Regions from separate parts of the Rattus norvegicus genome. Here regions 2 and 3 are each linked to region 1. A link is a contact called in public Hi-C data. All regions are on one chromosome and are shown on one strand. The core of a region is the stretch at or near the end of the contact, and the rest is flanking DNA. Distances in the headings are between cores, read along the strand shown. Region 1 has its middle 330 kb from the start of Fut10. Region 2 has its middle 260 kb from the start of Nrg1. Region 3 has its middle 170 kb from the start of Nrg1.

Region 1 (3,340 bases), core at 565-3,064:
TCTCCTATGACCTAGGAAACAGGAGCCTGAGTAGGTCGTGACTTTCCCAAAGGCAGAGCTGAGGCTCTTTCCCACAGTCAGGCTCCTCCCAATTCACACCCCACCAGATGCTGCTCCTGCTCCTGGAGCCTCTTTAAAGATGAAATGGGATTTCATATTATGTTGTTGGGTTTGGTAAGCAAAGAGGGGTGCTTATAAAGAGTCCAATTTCTAATTTCGTGAGGAAGAAAAATCATAGTTTAGTCACTTAAGTTCATGTTGGAAGAACATTTTTGAATAAGAGAAAGAATTGTCCCCCAAATCTTGTCCAAATTTATAGACATGGATAAAAATATAGAAATATTCATACATAAAGGCTATATAATCTATATATGTGAGATACCATATATAGCTTATCACATACGGCTGGTTTGGTATAGAGTTCAAAGTTACATCATGGCTTGTTATGAATTCATATTCTGAGGAAAGCCCTCTCATGTTCTTATGACATAGCCTTTGTTAACATTCTGATGCTGACTAACAAATTCTCCATCTATGATAAGAGCTTCACTTAACATTTAAACACAGTAATGGTGGTGACCTGCCACTGAAGGAGTTAAAGTGAACACCCTAGAGCTTCCATCTAGCTTTCTCTAGAAGCTGCTACACATTTCCAAGTCAAAGAATAGCAGTGGCGATGACACAGATTTTTATCTGTAAAATTTTTCTTTTTCCCTGTGTAAGTCCAAATGTAATGTTAGCATTGAAGAAGACCAAGACTGACTAAGTCAGTTCTCCATAGATGGTATCTTTCCATTCAGTCTTTCCTCATGTTTACTTTAAGTCAATTACTACAAATGAAAATAAATTTTGCTTTAATAAAAATAATCCATATATTTCTAGAGCACTAGATGATTTGTTTTGTTTTGTTTTTTTAAAAAAAGCACATTGCATATGATTCCAGATTCAATGTCAACAGGATAAATTTAAGTGATCTTTTTAAGGAAAGGGACACGAAAGCCCTGCTCTTAGATCTGGGCATCCTCACATGTGTCTATCCAGGTAGAGAGAACCAGGTCCCTCGAAAGCATAACCAAGCTGACAGCTTAGAGTCTACCTGGCTGTGTTGTCAGCAAGGAGTGAACCTTCTGTGAGAGGACACACACAGTACCAAATCAGATTCACAAAAACAGCTTTCAGCCTCAGTCTGCCATCAGCTCAGTCAGGAGAAGTGTGGAAAATAAAGAAACTAGATTTTTTAATAATAATAATAATAAATAACAATAATAATAATAATTTTTAAAAAAGGATTTTAGTCATGGAGTTTTCACTTTTCTGATTCTTCAGATTTCTAAAGTAACTCTTTGTTCCCTCCCTGCATTTGGTCTGTTTATAGGACCCAAACCTGTTCTCAAAGACAAGATTTGTCACTTCTTAGAAAAGATGTTATTTGATAGCACACACTCTGCTAGACTGGATTAATTAAAAAAAAAAAAAAACAAAAAAAAAAACAAAAAAAAAAAACAAACAAAAACCCCTAATTCCATGGTATGCTATCCTTATCAGCACAGGGGAGATTTTCTCATGGCAAGTACTTCTGTGTTTGAAATGTTAGAATGCAAAGTACACCCTTCATGCTTCAAGCTACCAGATGCTAGAGCCTGCTTTACCTGCCCAGGCATGTTGTTGGAATTGAGGTCACAGTTAGGCAAATAACATTCCACACATTTTTTCTCTCCTACTGAATTAAAAGTGGGCAGCTTGAGTTTCTCTGACTGCCATTGGTTAAAGAAGTCTGACTCGGATACCTAGAGAGCTCTCTGGGGCCAGAATGGAGTGACTCACTACTCACATGACCCGTAGGAGGTGGGAAGCCACCGCTCCCTCCATCCTGTACCCTGGTCATTTTAGCCAGCATGACTCAACACTTGAAACCTGGAGGTGAATGAATGTTCTACTTGACCTTTGATTTCAGGAGAGTGGCATGACTTCAAATGCTCTCCGTTTATTAATTAACAGAGAGGACTGAATTCCACAATCTGTGAAGTAATGTTTGAAAGTAATTTTTTTAATTTAATTCTATTTTTTTAACATATTCACTTTATATTCTGCTCACTATCTGCCTCTTGGTAAGCCCCACCCACAATCCTTCCCATCAACATCTCCTCTGAGAGGATGGGGCCTCACTGGGTACCCCCCTTACCCTGGCACTTCAAAGTCTTTGCAGGGCTAGGCACATCCTCTCCCACTGAAACCAGACATGCAGCCCAGCTAGTAGAGCATATCCCACAGACAGGCAGTGGCTTTTGGGATAGCCCCTGCTCCAGTTGTTCAAGACCCACTATATATATATATATAATTTCTGGGTGTGTATATATGTATGTGTGTATATATATACATATATACATATAAATATACATATATACATATATATACATATATACATATAAATATACATATATACATACATATATATATATATATACATTCATACATGCACAGGAAGGCCTAAGTCCAGCCCATGTATGTTCTCTGGTTGGTGGTTGAGTTCTGAGAGCTCCAAAGGTCCAGGTTAGATGACTCAGTTGGTCTTCCTGTGGAGTTACTATCCCACAATTGGGGCCCACAATCCTTCCTCCTCGAAACTAAAATTTTAACGCAGAAAAGCTTGTTTAATTCTCTTATATGACCTGACTTGAGTTTTTCTTTATTTTAGATAGTGAAATTGTAATATGTTTTATCTTGAGGTTTTATTTTGTTTTGTTTTTCTTATTCTTTCCGAAGACTTGCTTGGCCATTTGAAAGTGATTTTTTCTTTACCAGACACATATTTATAAAAATCATTAAGTAATTACTAATGGAAAGTCTATTTCACATCTGTGGAGAGATTCCTAAATAAAGGAAGGAGACTATCATTCTGTGATATTCAGATGTTTGACTTACATGGAAGCTTCTCCTATTAAGACTATAAAGTTCAAAGATGCATTTAACACATCTACAGTGCATTCTTAGGAAAACAAAACAGTTCGTTGTAGAGTATTGATAGCTTTCCCTCAGGACAGGATGACTGACTGTATGTAGCTCACTGCTGTTGCCCAAGACAAGGGTATCAAAGAATATATTACAAGCCCAGGAAAAGATCAAAATTCAAAGTATAATTTCCCTGAATGACTAATCACTTTATCATGATCATAAAGTACAAAACCTTAAGTTAAACCATATGTTGAACCATTAGTACCATAGGAACAAACAGAACTGAAGGAGATAGGTGGAAAGATGTTAGGATAAATTAGAAGGATGTTATTAGAAGGAAAATAGAACTGGTTGAAAATTATTAAAGGTGGGTAAAAGCTTCTTTTGT
Region 2 (3,340 bases), core at 498-2,997, 770 kb before region 1:
TACTGGTGGGGAAGCAGAACTTGGAAAAGAAAACTTGGTGGAGAGTTGGGGATGCGGGGCCCTGAACTCTGTATTTTGCACAGACCGCACCTCACATGTTTCGTATGGCAATACCTGGTAAACATTCTTTAGACAGACGAAGACAGAAGACCACAGGCAGCAAAGGCTGTTCCCCCATGTGGAGACTCTGGAACATGCCGTGATGTGAGGCAGGGGGATTTCACGTACTAGCAGCTTAGGGTCTGGGCAGCCTGGTGCACCAGTACTTCTGAAACCGGATAACCCATTTTTCCTTTTTAATCAAACAGTATATTACTATACCCTAACTTCCTAGTGCGAGGGTTAACAGGGATTGGGTAGCTACTCTGTTCAGTTTGCACTTCATCCTGATCTGTACATTTCAGAAGGAATGCTAGAGACTCTATTGGGAGGCCCTGGTTTTGTTTTTTTGTTTGTTTGTTTGTTTGTTTGTTTGTTTGTTTTTGCACTTGAACTTAGTTAATAGATAAAATTAGAAGCGATTGAATTTTATATCCAACTATTTGTAGTCCTCAATTATAAAAATTCAATTTGTTATAAAATGGCTTTGGGTATTTTTCTTCTTTCAGAAGCTTTTTTTAAAAAAAAGTGTTTTACATTCCTGGATAACTTTTATCTTGAGGAGCCATACTGTGGCACTGTATAACTTCGTTTTGTCAGGGTGGGGCGTGACATCCCATTCTAAAGTTTTGCTGATGTAATTAAGATAAAACAGCAAGTCCAAAGACTGGATTCTTTTTTTTCCCCCATTCAATTGTAGACTTTAGGGAATAAAACTTCTCTGTCAAAATGGTCAGCTGCTTCTACTTCATAACCAACAACGGAGTTCCTAAATGTAGGACAGCAACTCAGGGACCAGATGACTGGTTCCTATTTGTCTCCTCCTTCCTTAGTAGCAGACACACACAACCTGTCCTGCAGCTATCACCCAGCCATTCAGACTTCCCCCGGCCCTTCGTTTGTTTGCTTATTTGACAAAATCAGACCCCAGCTGACCCCTCTGGAATGTGCAAGGTAGTCCTTACTTGAGGGCATTTCTGCCATGGGTTATTATTTCTTTCCTATGATTTTTATGCATTTCTCATGAACTGGGTTGTTTGAATAAATGACACACAGTCCGTGAATTACCACCTCAGGTGGTTTCATACATAGCACAGTGGGTCCAGGAGCAAGACCTGGTGATGACCCTCATGAGTCTTATATGTAGCTTGTTCCAAATGGTACAGAACCACTTCATTCATTCACAAGTCAAAAGGAGAATGCATCTGTAGCATTAATTGTGTTATAAGCATTCTTTTTTTCTCATGAGTACATCCATCCTTTTAAAATTGCAGGAACTTCCCTTAAATGGGAAAAAAACACAGTAAGTGGCATTTAGTGTGTTTAGAAATTTCATGGAATATTTTAAGGGAGACATAAGAACCTGTTTTGCTTGCATCAGTGTCTGACTATACAGGAGCAGGTAGAGGTAAATTACTAAAGCAATTGAGAAGTAGCAAGTTTTGAGCCTCGGTGGATAAAACCAAACTCTTCCTTTACTCCATTCTTTGTGACTTTCTTCCCGTGAAGCAGGAGACTGCAACAATCATCGAGCTTCCCACCTAAGTAAACGATAGACCAGCAAAGCACCCTGAATCATTCACAGCCTTCTCCTCTGGGTGACTAAGCTCAAATTCATCAGCCTGGCCTCTTTCCTCTTGCTTCCTGCCTGGCTTCTTAGGAACAAGCTGACTCAGGCAACCAGAGCCGGGCTGAGCACCACCTCCGGGTTGAGCAGGGTGGCCATGGATTTCACCCTGAGAACTGTTTGGAGGCCAGGGGTTGGTGCGAATTAGGAAGCACAGCTGCTAATGCACAGCTGTCCAAGTTGTCAGCGCCATTCACAAGCAGAGTCCCTGTGACTGAGCATCTCAGCATGGTCAGATATTAACAGCTATGATTCTTCACTTCCACCTCCTGTTTCTCCACCCAGCTTGGTTCTTTCTTTTTTTTTTTCTTCCCCCACCGCAACAGAGATAGTATCTTGAAATTTTTACATGCCGATGAACAATGCTTGTACGACAATTTCCTCACATCACAACTAGTCTTTCCCTCGGAGTAAAGCCTGGGATGGAATAGCACATACTTACATCTGTGTACGTGGCCATTAGGGTCAGTGAGTTAGTGTTTTACAATGTGGGGAGTGGCAAGTGAAAGGGAGGGAAAAATTGCTCAGAGTTCAGAAGTGAAAGCGAATAACTACACTTTAGGAGCCGTCTTTTCAGAATCCCAGGTACCATGATCCCTCGTTTAATCAAGGGAATGTGTTCTAAAACAAACAAAACATACATCCTTAGGCAATGTGTGGACATCAGAGTATTTGTCTACAAATCTAGATGGTACAATTGACCCCACACCTAAAGTGTATGATATCACCTACTTGTTTACTTGTCTACTTTATTTTTAAAACTCTTCTGTTACAGAATAAGGCAAGTGTGTGCACACACACAAACACACACACACACACACCATACATGCACACATGAAAATGCACACACATATATACACAGAAACACATACCCACATACACAAACACTCATGAAACACGCACACACAAACACACACATGCACACTGTTAAGGCCTACACAGGTTAGGATCATCAACACCACTGTCCTCTTCCCTCAAAGCTTGTCCTCCCTGAAGGGCTTCAGAAGCAGCAGCATGTACTGAGCCAATCATCTCCTCCAGTAACAGCATCTTCTTTTAGGATACTTCCCAAAGACCTGCTGTAGGCTCTCTCACAGCTACATACTTCAATCTAACTATGCAAGTACGAGTAGAAGAGAGAATATCTCGGCTTTCCCTGGACAGTCTAATAAGTCAGTTAATTCCCTGTTTTCATCACTATTCCACAATTTATTTTTTTCATTTTCGTTTTTTTATTCTTTTCTCATATATTGCATCCCGACTACAGTTTCCCCTACCTCTTCTCCTCCAAGTTGCTGCCCCCTCCCCATTCCCTACTCACTCTTCCTGCATTCTCCTTCAGAAAAGGAAGACCTTCCAGGAATATCAACCAAACGTGACATATCAAGTTACAATAAGACTGGGCACCTCTCCTCATGTGAAGGCTATTCCACTATTTATTAGCTACTGGTTTACATGCAACAGAAGTCTTAGGCATTAAATAGACTATAGAACCCTGAAATAAACTTTATTACATCTATATAAAAGAACTAAAAATGCTCCCATTTAAGATCTAATGAATATTTGTATATTAATTTATATCCTCGTTATTTTAAGCATATTTGCACGAGAAAC
Region 3 (3,340 bases), core at 225-2,724, 690 kb before region 1:
TCCCCTCCCCTCTTCTCTCCACGTGTTCATGGCACCCACTTTCCACAGAACTCCATAGAACATAATTCCCCCTCTTTATCCATTTATTAACAACACAGGGGTTCTCTTAAATCGTTACACTTTTGACGTTGTGCTGGTCATAATGAGACAACTTTAGTAAATATGAGAGATTTTAAAAACACTTAAAGTAGAATTTTGGAAAAAAAACACGACTGCAAAGAATTATTAATATTTTAATTATAATTTCTATGAGTAAGGGAATAAATAGAAAGTGGAGGAAGAACTTACTACTTAATACAATTAAACAATTACCTATTCATTGTTATCTGATTAGAGCTAATTTTCCCATGGATTAATGAAATCTTTTCTTAAGGAAACATACAATAAGACATTGTCACAAACACCACTGTCTCTAGACAGCTGTGCTTTGGGATTTAGTGCCTACTATCCAGTTCTTGCCTACTACTACATATGTGGGATATGGTCTGTTCTTACACACCTACTTTTGGCTGAGGGCTCTTCCTTACTTCTCTTTTTTCTTTCTCTGTCTCTCTGTCTCTCTCTCCTCTCTCTTCTCTCTCTCTCCCTCCCTCCCTCCCTCCCTCTCTCCCTTCCTCCCTTCCTCCCTCCCTTCCTTCTTTCTCTCTCTCTCTCTCTCTCTCTCTCTCTCTCTCTCTCTCTCTCTCTCTTTCTTTCTTTCTTTCTTTCTCCCCTCCTCCAGACCGGATTTCTTTGTGTAGCCCTGGCTGTCCTGGAACTCACTCTTTAGACCACTCTGGCTCAAAGTCCGAGATCCACCTGCCTCTGTCTGCCGATTGCCGTGATTAGAGGTGCACCGCCTGGCACAATCATTCTTACTGTTGTGTCAAGCCTCAGCTTGAAATAAAGTCTCCACACGTCCCCCCCCCCCCCCCGGGCACTTCTGTTCATGGACACTGAAGCACAATTTCCTTTGCAAATCTCTCTGAGATCTTCTTTCCTGGTCTCCCTCATGTACAGTGAATAACCTGTACCCCACATAATCTCATGCTTTCCAACCTCCACTTCAGTACAGCTCTTCCTTTAAACTCATCTGTCTCATGTATCAGACTTTGTTTTCTTTTATTTGGAACTCGTCCTTTTCAACCTTTTCTAGAGTCCTTAGTGGCTGGCATACAGAAGGTGTTCAGCAGTGCTTGTTGACTAAGTAACGAAAGACAGCAGAAGAATGTGTTGGATTGAAATCATGAAAGCTTTCCACTTTATCGCTAATATGGAAAGGCTCAGTGGAATCCTAGAAAAAATAATCCAAGAGCTGATACTTTCCAGAGGGCGCTTGCACGGAAAAGGAGGAGCAGAGCCTGATCAGAAGTTGAGTAAATATCTCCGAGGCCCCAGATTATCCAGACATTGACAAAAGAAAGATTCTGCAAGGCCTGCCACTGTGACCATGAGGAAGTCCTGGCTCAGATGATTCATGGTTAAATATTTGCATCGCTTCTAGCTAAGAAAAACAGAAGCTGTGGCATTCCATAGCCCTTAGGCATGTAAGATCTAGGGACTTTGCCAGTTCTTTCTCCTTAGCAATCGGTGACTAACAAGGTCCCATTTCATAAAACGAAGGCATGTAAAATGGGAAGGAAGTGGAGTAGCAAGCTATCGGATTGGAATTCAGAAAGTATATCAAGACCAACAAAGTAATTGTTACATTTGATTATTAATGTTTTGATACTTTGATAGACTTGTTTTCTGTTCTCTAGCAGAAACAAGCAAGACGAAGAATGGTGATGTTTTGAGTAAAGAGAGGGGGAAAGATAGATAAGTTATTCCCCCAAATCTATCCCGAAAGCTGAGTGCACAGTCTCCAGATATCAACAATCAGGGTCAGAGCGGGCCTCCGTGTAAGCAGCACACTTGTTGATGGACACATTGAATGTATTTATCTCGTGACGGCCTGAAAATTCAGTGTTATTATTTCCACTCCAGAGATAAGAAAGTGGAGGGTAAAGAAATAATTATCAGTAATTGAAGGCGTGAGGAGGATTTGAATTCAAGTAACAGAAACAAAGACAGTTAGCTAAGAGTTTCAGAATGCTATACTGTAATATCTGCCATTAGTCAGAGGAACTTACCCACTTGCTACCAAACAACCCCATTTTCAGCTTTATGTTTTAGGTTTAAGACTTGGCTGGGAGATGGGATTTGTTCATGCAAATCTTTCCCTAAATCTTAGACTCCATTTATAAACTTATGTGGATGAGCTTATCAAATCCTTTCAGAAAACAATTTTTATTAAGATGTATAAACAAAAAATTAATTCTGTGTGCCTCTCTGTTGTACAGTTGGCAGAGCTCCTGAGCTCTGAGTGGTCCTGGGCATTGTTAACATGGGAGCAAGTTTTCCTCCCTGGGTTATAAATATGTAGTTACTTGTGTTTTGTTTTAGTTTCATAGAGGCATACAAAATATCTTAAGCAAACCCATCACCTAATCCCTCCATTCAAAACCCAGTTTAATCTTCCTTTCCAATTTCAAGACATTTTTGGATCCGGTACTGTCCACATGTGCACAGCTGTGGGGTTATTCACAAAGACACAGGCAACCTGTCAGTGGCCACACCTCAAAAAGAAAGTGAATTTACTTACTATAGCAACCATAAACTGTGAATAGCTCCTTCGATGGGGAAGGGGCCTCCGGAGCCCATCTAACCTCCATGCTTTCTCATGTTCTCCTTCCTAAATGTTGTGATCGAGAGCTGAAAGGCCAAGAAAAATGTGCTGAATCCTCCAAGCTAAAACCCTCACCAATACTGGTACATATTATAAAAGAGTATGAAAAGAATACCGAATATTGCTCATAATGAGACTCCTATCACTTTACTATGTAGATAAGGTTAGTTTAAAAAGATTGATATATGGAGACCACATTTATGAATCTGGTTGTTATTTGGTTGTTTTGGACCTTGGTCATGTCAGAAACCCTGAATGACTATATTTCCCTTGTGGCTCCATGACAGAATAACTGAAAGAAACAAGTTATGAAAGGCTTAACTTAGCTCATGGTTTCAAAGGATTCAGTTTGTACAGAAAAGGCATGGTGAAAACAGAGTGACTCACCTCATGGCAGATCAGAAGCAGAGAAAAGGGACTGAAGAAAGAGACCAGCATAAGGTTCAACCCATGTCTTAGTGTTTTATTGCTGTGAAGAGACACCATAACCATGGCAACTCTTATAAAGGAAAAAATGTAATTGGGGCTGGCTTACAGTTCAGAGATGTAATTTGTTATCATTGTAGTGGGAAACATGCAGCATGCAGGCAGACGTGGTGTTGAAGAAGGGGTTGAGAGGTCTACATTTTGATC

What was found. A called contact is a pair of places that touch in the nucleus more often than the background predicts.
Region 2: a contact with region 1 is called in a Hi-C map of the A7r5 cell line, with 7 times the contacts expected there. The contact joins two enhancer-like sites. A contact is called at or near these places in 2 of 12 Hi-C or Micro-C datasets (the A7r5 cell line and the Rat2 cell line).
Region 3: a Hi-C map of the A7r5 cell line shows a contact between it and region 1, with 5 times the contacts expected there. The contact joins two enhancer-like sites. A contact is called at or near these places in 3 of 12 Hi-C or Micro-C datasets (the A7r5 cell line, Schwann cells and hepatocytes).

What each region holds. Positions count from the first base shown.
Region 1 is chr16:67,327,492-67,330,831 of GRCr8, forward strand. No RefSeq gene overlaps it. Among named protein-coding and RNA genes, the nearest start is that of Fut10, 330 kb to the right of the region's middle. Within about 2 kb of position 1,815, at least 6 of the 93 cell types and tissues checked have an H3K27ac peak or open chromatin away from gene starts, as enhancers often do. A contact at or near this core is called in the A7r5 cell line, where this site is marked.
Region 2 is chr16:66,554,279-66,557,618 of GRCr8, forward strand. It overlaps a transcript of Nrg1 not described here. Among named protein-coding and RNA genes, the nearest start is that of Nrg1, 260 kb to the right of the region's middle. Within about 2 kb of position 1,748, at least 3 of the 93 cell types and tissues checked have an H3K27ac peak or open chromatin away from gene starts, as enhancers often do. A contact at or near this core is called in the A7r5 cell line, where this site is marked.
Region 3 is chr16:66,638,112-66,641,451 of GRCr8, forward strand. It overlaps a transcript of Nrg1 not described here. Among named protein-coding and RNA genes, the nearest start is that of Nrg1, 170 kb to the right of the region's middle. Within about 2 kb of position 1,475, at least 9 of the 93 cell types and tissues checked have an H3K27ac peak or open chromatin away from gene starts, as enhancers often do. A contact at or near this core is called in the A7r5 cell line, where this site is marked.